Regions from separate parts of the Sus scrofa genome. Here region 1 is linked to region 2. A link is a contact called in public Hi-C data. All regions are on one chromosome and are shown on one strand. The core of a region is the stretch at or near the end of the contact, and the rest is flanking DNA. Distances in the headings are between cores, read along the strand shown.

The links. Hi-C and Micro-C count contacts between places; a contact is called where the count stands out from the background.
Region 1: a Hi-C map of epiblast stem cells shows a contact between it and region 2, with 2.1 times the contacts expected there. The contact joins the promoter of HOXB13 here to the promoter of HOXB8 in region 2. A contact is called at or near these places in 3 of 47 Hi-C or Micro-C datasets (epiblast stem cells, fetal skeletal muscle and undifferentiated spermatogonia).

What each region holds. Positions count from the first base shown.
Region 1 is chr12:24,948,549-24,953,056 of Sscrofa11.1, reverse strand. It overlaps HOXB13 (homeobox protein Hox-B13), which reads left to right and starts at 2,396. Exons shown (of 2, transcript XM_003131551.3): 1 at 2,396-3,145; 2 at 4,116-4,508. The coding sequence starts at 2,542. The coding sequence ends at 4,369.
Region 2 is chr12:24,876,829-24,881,214 of Sscrofa11.1, reverse strand. It overlaps HOXB8 (homeobox protein Hox-B8), which reads left to right and starts at 1,509. Exons shown (of 4, transcript XM_021067111.1): 1 at 1,509-1,597.

The DNA.
Region 1 (4,508 bases), core at 1,147-3,646, 71 kb before region 2:
GTCATCTCTCAAGCAAAAAACCAGTAAGAAATTCTTGGCCTTTAGGTAAAAATCCTGCTATTTCTGCCTTTCATAGACAGACAAGCAAGAGGCTGTGATCAGAAACTGGAAAGCATCAAAGAGACATCTCCTCCCTTTTCTCTCATGTTGTTTTCAAATACAGTAAAATCCAGGAGTTCATGCTGTGGCACAGTGGGTTAAGGATCTGGTGTCTCTGTGGCTTAGCAAGGTTTGATCCTTAGCCTGGGAGTGGCAAAAACAAAAACAAAAACAAAAACCAAATATGATAACATCCAGTGAGGATTTCATGCATGATGTCCTCAGTCATTAGCTGTGGCCACTGGGATCTGTAACTGCCACCACAGTCCTACAACTTGGGACAACTCTAGTTTGCATGGGCACTGTCCCAAAAGATGGCTCAAGCTGAGGCTCAGGTTGGTGAAGGAGCAAGACTGAGCCCACCTAGAGGGCAGGGTTTTCTGTTCTATATAATTGTCCTGATGCTGGTGTAGAATAGAAAAGTTTCCATCTTGGAGTTCCTGGTGTGGCTCAACACGTTAAGAACCCGACTTGTATTCAAGAGGATGTGGGTTCGATCCCTGACCTTGCTCAGTGGGTTAAGGATCTGGTGTTGCCACAAACTGCAGTGTAGGTTGCAGACGTGGCTCAGATCCTGCATTGCTGTGGCTATGGTGTAGGCTGGCAGCTGTAGCTCCATTTCAACCCCTAGCCCGGGGACTTCCATATGCCTCAGGTGCGGCTCTAAAAAGAAAAAAAGGAAGAGAGAGAGAAAGAGAAAGAAAGGAAGAGAGAAAGAAAAAGAAAGGAAAAGAAAAAGAAAAAAAAGAAAAAAGAAGAAAAAAAAGTTTCTGTCTTCTCCAGAAAAAACAAAAACAAACAAAAAAGTGGGTCCTAGAAAAAGTGAACCCAGAAAGATTTGATTTGGGAGGGGTAGTGATGGAAACAGAACGTCTCTGAAGACAGATTTGGGAAATAAACTGGTTTGGGTCTTCTGCTCTGCACTGCACAATAGGCCCCAACAGAGGGGCCTCAGTTAATTCCTTCCGTGGCTGGGGCTCCTCTCCCACCTTCTTTTCCTCTTAAGGTCCTGAAAAGCCAGAAGGAAGCAGATGGGGTGCTGGGCTTTCTGGACATTCAGCTTGGGTGGAAGTGTGCCAGGGCCAGGGTGAGTTTCCTGGGCCCCTTGGAACATAGGAAAAGGACTGAAGGGCAGAGAGTCTGGGCAACTTCACACAGGCCAGGCTTCTGCATTCTTGGGGTCTAGAATCCCTGAAACTAGTTCAGGGCTAGTGGGTCAGGCCTAGTTTCCTGGAAATTCCTTAGATCCCAGTAAAGGGAGGAAAGGGTTTATCTTTTCTGACTGGGACTTCAGGATTTTATAAGATCCTCTCCCTTCCTTCAATTTCTCTCTTTCCCTTTTTGTGCCACTCTCCCTGGCTCTTTCTCTGCCTCTCAGAATATACAGGTCATGTGTGTCATCTTTCCATATCTCCCCCACCTCAAAGGCAACCCAGACCCCCTTTTACAAGCCGGCTCTAGATGCTGCATTTCTGCTTCAGCTCTGAACATTTAGCTCGTCCCGGCTCCAGTTCTCAGATCTCCTTCTTGGGAGCTCTGAGTGGTTCCCCACCCCCGCCTCCACCCTTCTCCAAATCCTGAGCTCTCTGGGCAGTAGCTGGGGTCCCTGTGGAAGAGGCGTCCCAGGCACTCCCCTGGGACTGGGAGCAACTTATTACTGCGCATCCGGGATGGGAGGGACACCTAGACTGAACTGGGATGCTAGAACCCGGGGCCCAAAGAAATATCCTTTAATCCCCATTTCCCGGCCTCCTCGCGCTCAGGCGCATTCCCAGGTTCCCCTTTCAGGCCCGCGGCGGCCTCCCGGCCCCACCTCCGACTCCCCTTCCCCCCACGAGATGGCCACTTTATAGGGAAAGCTTTATATTCGCTCGTTAAACCTGCCAAAGCACAGGAGACAGAGAGCCAGAGAGGGAGAGGAGGCAACCGAGGTGGGGCCGGCCCCGCGTCACCTCTCCCGCCTTCCATTTCTCCCCAACCCAACCCCCGCGTAGCTGCTCTGCTCCGGGGGGGGGGCAGGGAAAGGACCCCATTTCCTCTCTTCTCTCTCTTGTTTTCCAAATGCAATAAAAGACCAAGAAAGAGGGAGGGAGGGAGAGAGAGAGAGGAAGGGAGGGAGAGAGAGGGAGGGAGGGAGGGGAAGGGGAGGGGGAGGAAGGGAGGCGGAGAGAGAGAAAGAGAGAAAGTATGTTCGCAATTTCTGCCAGGACGATTTTAATTGGCTCCCCTCCTCCAGACCGCAGCCAATCAGCGCGCGAGCCCGGGCACCTGCGTCCCCTGCGTCAAGACGGCCAAGACGGCCAGGCTGAGCGAATGCAGGGGCCCAGGGAGCTGGGAGCGATTTAAAACGCTTTAGATTCCCCGGGTCTGGGTGGGGAGAGCGAACTGGGTGCCTCCTGTATCCCCCACCCCCCAGCACCCCATGAGCCGACGTTCGGCCCCATGGAGCCCGGCAACTATGCCACCTTGGACGGGGCCAAGGAGATCGAAGGCTTGCTGGGAGCCGGAGGGAGTCGGAATCTGGTCGCCCACTCCCCACTGACCAGCCACCCAGCAGCGGCGCCTACACTGATGCCCGCTGTCAACTACGCCCCCCTGGATCTGCCGGGCTCTGCGGAACCGCCAAAGCAGTGCCACCCATGCTCCGGGGTGCCCCAGGGGGCGTCCCCAGCTCCGGTGCCTTATGGCTACTTTGGAGGCGGGTACTACTCCTGCCGAGTGTCCCGGAGCTCACTGAAACCCTGTGCCCAGGGGGCCACCCTGGCCGCCTACCCTGCGGAGACTCCCACGGCCGGGGAGGAGTACCCCAGCCGCCCTACCGAGTTTGCCTTCTATCCGGGGTACCCGGGACCCTACCAGCCTATGGCCAGTTACCTGGATGTGTCGGTGGTGCAGACCCTCGGCACCCCAGCGGAGCCTCGCCACGACTCCCTGCTGCCTGTGGACAGTTACCAGCCTTGGGCCCTCACCGGTGGCTGGAACAGCCAGGTGTGCTGCCAGGGAGAACAGAACCCATCCGGTTCTTTCTGGAAGGCGGCATTTGCAGGTAAACTGCCCACTACTCTGGATCCCCTCAGCGGTGAGCATGGAGGATTGTAGGCTTGGTTGGCACTTGCCTGGGAAGAGGTGGAGGGAGACTTGGGGCTGGTGAGGAGGTGTTGGTTCTCCTTGCTTGACCACTAGGACTCTTAAGGCAGGTCTTGGCAGTTAGAGAGCCTGGGTGGAGGCCTCAGAGGGTCAGTGTGAGAGGCCCGAGCTGGGTGCTCTCCAAAACCCGAGGACCACCAGGCCTCTGATCTCCCCGGAAGCCTTGGGACCAGCCTTTCAATATGCCGGAGAATTTGGCTCTCTTTGCTGTTGTTTGGGGTTCAGGGTGTCCCTGCCAAGCAGGATCCCAATTTAATTCTACAAAAGGATAAAATAACTCTTAATTAATTGAGTGTAGGAATGGGGTGGGGTGGGAGGGAACAGAAATATTGAATGTTCTGTAAAGAATTTAACACTTTACCTTCTCTCAGATTGTGTTTTTCAGTTTCCAAGGGGAAGTTTAGATTTCCTACAGCCATGACTTAGGTGTGTGTATGTGTGTGTGTGTGTGTGTGTGTGTTGGGAGTTGGGGCAGACACATGTTCCCTTCTGTACCGAATTTGACTGTAGTCTCTACAAGAGTGGCCAAGAGTGGGAAAATGCATGTGAAGGGTGGATGTACATATGCAGAAGGTGGGCAAAGCTCTGGCTATGTGTGATGGTGTGTTTGCCGGCATGAGAGCAGTGATGAAAGAGGGTGGCCTGTAGAAAGCTTCTCTTGCCAAAGCTGAGCAGTGATCAGAGAACCAGCTGGAAGCTGAGGTGCCCTCCTGCGCTTTAGGGGAAGGGGGAGTACACTAGAACGCCTGTAGGATGACCTGGGTGCTCCTGCACGATGACTTAGCTGGTGGGGCCTGGGTCTGCATCTGGGCTTGTGCCAGGCGGTGGTCTGAGCCTGTCTTTCTCTCCCTCCCTCTCCTGCTGCGCAGACTCTAGCGCGCAACACCCTCCGGAGGGCTGTGCCTTCCGCCGCGGCCGCAAGAAACGCATTCCCTACAGCAAGGGGCAGTTGCGGGAGCTGGAGCGCGAGTATTCAGCTAACAAATTCATCACTAAGGACAAGAGGCGCAAGATCTCGGCGGCCACCAGCCTCTCAGAGCGCCAGATCACCATCTGGTTTCAGAATCGCCGGGTCAAGGAGAAGAAGGTTCTGGCCAAGGTCAAAACCAGCGCTACTCCGTGAGGGAGCTCCCTGGCTGGGGCGGTGGGACGTATCCTGGGTAGACCTTGATCCTGCCAGGGCCAGGTGGGGGCTCAGGACTCTGCTGAGAGGCCCTCAGAGATGACACTCTTCCTGGGCCATTTCTCAGGAACAGCCTGGG
Region 2 (4,386 bases), core at 260-2,759:
TTCCTCTGACCGGGACCAGAGAGAGGCTTGAGAAACTTAAAAGAGCTTTGACTCATTGTATGAAACTCTTTTGGAGGCTCAACTTTCCAGGGCCTGATGAATCTCTGTAGCCCCCTGTGGGGTCTAAATTTCAGGACAGCTAAATTTTAGGACAGGATCTTTGGACACACCGGCCCTTTGATTCCCCTCTCTCCTCCCTCAGCTACTGAGGGGTCAGAAGACGTTCTCAGGCCCGCAAACCTCCCAAACTAGTTACAGAGTGCCCCCCTCCAGCGCAGACAACAATCCTATAAAATCCCAACTTCTCCCCCATCCCCTTCACTTCATCTCCAGTGGCTTGCTGCCCTGCTGTTGTTTAATAAACATCTTGCGTCAAGAGATAGAGAAGAGGAAACGAGGGCCGGCAGGGAAGAGTGGAGGTGTGTTAGTGGGGGGAGGGGGAAGGGACCACCTCCTCTTTCTTTAATTACGCTGTGGGCCTCTCCGGCTGCTCCCCAGGCTGGGGCTCCCTCTCTCCCGCTGCCCTACACTCCCTTTCTCCCTCTGGGATGCGCCTGGGGAGAGGGCTCCATAGCCAACGTCCCTCTCGAGGCAGCCCGCTGCTTTCCCTCCGCCTCTCCTCCGCCCCCGCCGCCCCACGTCGAGAACTGCCCCCCCTTCCTGCAAAAGGGGGGGGGGAGGGCGGCCGGCAGCTCGGGCTGAGGTTACGTGGCCGCCGGAGCCCTGACGTGATAGCACATTGCATCAGCATAAAACAATCCATCCTCGATATGGAATGCTGTGCGGACGGATGACAGCGAGAGCGCAGCCCCCTCGCCCGATTGATTTATGTCGGAGCTGACGCTTTATCAGGCAGTCGGAAAAACTTTGACCAATCATTTTGCAAGGAGCGCTGAGCCGGGCTGCTCCACTGTACTTTGTTGGCTGAGAAGTTGAGCAGGGGGTGGGGGTGGGAGGGTGGGGGGCTGGGGGGGTCGCGTCCGAAAGCCCTCACACCGGTCTGGGTGCCACCTCTCCCTGCTTGGGCGCCGCGCGCGAGCGCTTCCCTTCCCCCTGCGAGCGCCCGGATAATGTCTGAGAATGTCCATTTCTGGGACGCTTAGCAGCTATTATGTCGACTCGATCATAAGTCACGAGAGTGAGGACGCGCCTCCAGCCAAGTTTCCTTCCGGCCAGTACGCGAGCCCCCGGCAGCCGGGCCACGCGGAGCACCTGGAGTTCCCCTCGTGCAGCTTCCAGCCCAAAGCGCCGGTGTTCGGCGCCTCCTGGGCGCCGCTGAGCCCGCACGCGTCCGGAAGCCTGCCGTCCGTCTACCACCCCTACATCCAGCCCCAGGGCGTCCCGCCGGCCGAGAGCAGGTACCTCCGCACCTGGCTGGAGCCAGCGCCGCGCGGCGAAGCTGCTCCGGGGCAGGGCCAGGCGGCGGTGAAGGCGGAGCCGCTGCTGGGCGCGCCTGGGGAGCTGCTCAAGCAGGGCACGCCCGAGTACAGTTTGGAAACTTCGGCGGGCAGGGAGGCCGTCCTGTCTAATCAAAGACCCGGCTACGGGGACAATAAAATTTGCGAAGGAAGCGAGGACAAAGAGAGGCCGGATCAAAGTAAGTTATAAAAAGTGAGGAAATACCCAGGCCGAAGGCCAGGCGAGGGGGAGGGGAGGGGAGAGGCAATAAACTGCGGACAATGTGAAGGGAAAACGCGGCGGTGACCGGAGAGCGAGCGGGGGCGGAGGGAATTGGGAGGAAGGAAGGGAGGCAGCTGGGTGCCCCAGAAGGGGAGACTGAGGCCGCCGGCGGAGCGCCGCCCCCACTCCTCCAAGTCCAGGAGGGACCCGGGGCGCAGGGGCCAGCTCGCCGCTCTCTGGGCCTCCCTTTCCCCGCGCCCCGGAGGCCCGGGCAGAAAGCCCGGGAAGAGGCCGCCGGCCGCCGGCTGGGAGAGGAGCTGGCGGGGCCAGGGAGGCAGCCGGCGAGGCCGAGAGCCCGCGCGGGCCGGGGCGGGAGCGCACCGGGCTTCCGGGCATCGCGCGGCTGGCAGAGCTCCCCGCGCCACGCGCACACCGTAAAAGCCGGCCAAGGGGAAGTGGGAGGGGGCTCATTAGGATTTTATTTGCGATGCAACAGCTTGGCGGAGGATTGTTCCTAGCAGATCTCGCTCAGTAGCCGCTCAGGGTCCACAGCCGGCGCCGGGAGGGGCGGGGGAAGCCCAGGACCGGGTGACTGAGCCCCCTCCCCGGATGCGCCGGCCCCTCCCTGGAAGCCTTCCCTCTGGTCACCCCCTCCCCTCCTTGGCATCCTCGCCCGGATTGCCGCTTCCTTTTCTGCGGTCCCCGCTGCTCTCCTTGGGGCTCCCTAGCTCCAGCCGGAGCTGTTCGCCTCACGGGGAGTCAGGAAATCGCTTCCGAACTTCGGGGCCGACCGGCGGCCGTGGAGAAGGAGTGATCCTGCAAGGACCCTGGGGAGAGGAAGGGTGGGGGAAAGAGAGGCTTGCAGAGAGGCGGAGAACTTATCCCCCCAAGGTAGTTTCCCACCGTCTCCCACCCCTCCAAAAGCACCCCCGCCAGGAACCCAAGTCTGGCTAATTTCCAGGAGGTGCTGCCTGCAAAGAGGGGCTGGAGCGGAGTCTCGGATCTTTCATTTTTAAGGTTGAGAAGGGCAAATCGGTCGGGGGCTCTTAGCCCCCAAACAATAACCTGCAGGCTAGTGGGGAAAAGCCCTCAACCCTACCTGTTTTTGGAGAGTGAGGGTCAGATTTTTAAATCTCTGCTTTACTCTGCTTGCCCTGCCGGCTTTCCCACCCACAGAGTGGCCCACAGGCCTCTGCCTGCTGGAGGGTAGAGAGCTGTCCTGCTTCCCTGATATTTCCGTGGGGTCCCACCGTCTCCAACCTGCCAGGTTGAATCACAAGAGCTGACATTAGGGTAACACAGGGCTCTTCCCAACCCTCCCTGCTCACACCTAAACAGACCCCACCCCCACCCCAAGCCCCCAAACTCTGCCTGGAAAGTCCATTATTGCAAGGCAGCAGTTTGGCTGGGATCAATTATTAACAGTTTTTTTCCTCTTTCATATTTAATGCGGCTGCGGGTCCCATCCCAGACAATCACATTAAGGAAATAGCGCTGCAAATTGGTAAGACACGGTACTTAGTGTAGGATGAACCAGATTATTAATATTATTTTTTGAACTATTCAGGGCTTTTCATTTGGGGTGAAGGAATCTAGCAGAGGCTGAGTGTTATTTTTAATTGGCTCTGCTTTATTTGGCAACGTTTCTGAGTTTAGGGGTAAGGAGAAGAGAAGGCTTGATATATTTTTGTTCCCCCCATTCCACTTAGTCACCCCTTTCTCTGTTCCCTTGTACTGCATGGAACCAGTTGGAGTTAGGTGTGCCTGTGCCCTGAAGGACTTCTGTTACCCCCACTTCTGTTAATCCCACCTTGGGATTGGAGCAATCTTGCTTCCCAATTTCCCTGAACTTGCTTTAACCAAACTGCGAGCTGAGCAGGAGCAGAAAAGGAGACTATTGCAACCATAAGTTATCTGTGAGCCCCCAGCGCTCCCTTGTCCACAGGCTGGAGTTGATAAATGGTTGCAATTGGGTTGCATGTGAATTGGAGTGTGCTGGATGTTTGCGTCTCTAAATGTGAACCCACATTTGCCGGGTGTGTGTGTGTGTGGGGGGGGATATCTGGACAGACACACATTTCTGCTGCCATGTGGCCCAGAGACACAAGCTTGTGGTCAGGGCAAGAGGGTGCAGTTAAACTGGAATGGAATGCCAGGAGGAGCTGTGGCTGAACAGAAGCCACTCTCCTCTCCCCTAGCCCAGTCCTTCTCCCACCTCTCAGACCCAGAGCCAAAACCCTGCTGCCACTGTCACCACCCCTGGTTAGCCTGGAAGGGCTGGTGGGGGAGGGGGCTTTAGCCAGGCTGGGCTCGGTCCTGAGTCCTAACCAGTCTGGACCCAAGTGGAGAAAGATACTGAGAGAGACCCTCAGGCAGGCAAAGCGTTGGAAGTGCTGGCAAGACTGGCACAGGTTTGGCCCAATCCTGTCCAAATAACTCTCATCTGGAGGTGTCCATAGTAACTCCTGGCCCATTTGGGGGAACCTTTCTGGGAACTTGAAGGCCCAGGCGCCCCTTTCTCCAATGCAAGATGGGGAGTGGAGACCCAGGGGTGCAACCCTCCTGGAAGGAGAACCTGGGGCCCTTCACCCTCCCCTCTTTCCGTTCTTTGATTCTATCGCTGCTTCTCTTTCAGCCAACCCCTCCGCCAACTGGCTGCACGCTCGCTCTTCCCGGAAAAAGCGCTGTCCCTACACCAAATACCAGACGCTGGAGCTAGAGAAGGAGTTTCTGTTCAATATGTACCTCACCAGGGACCGTAGGCAC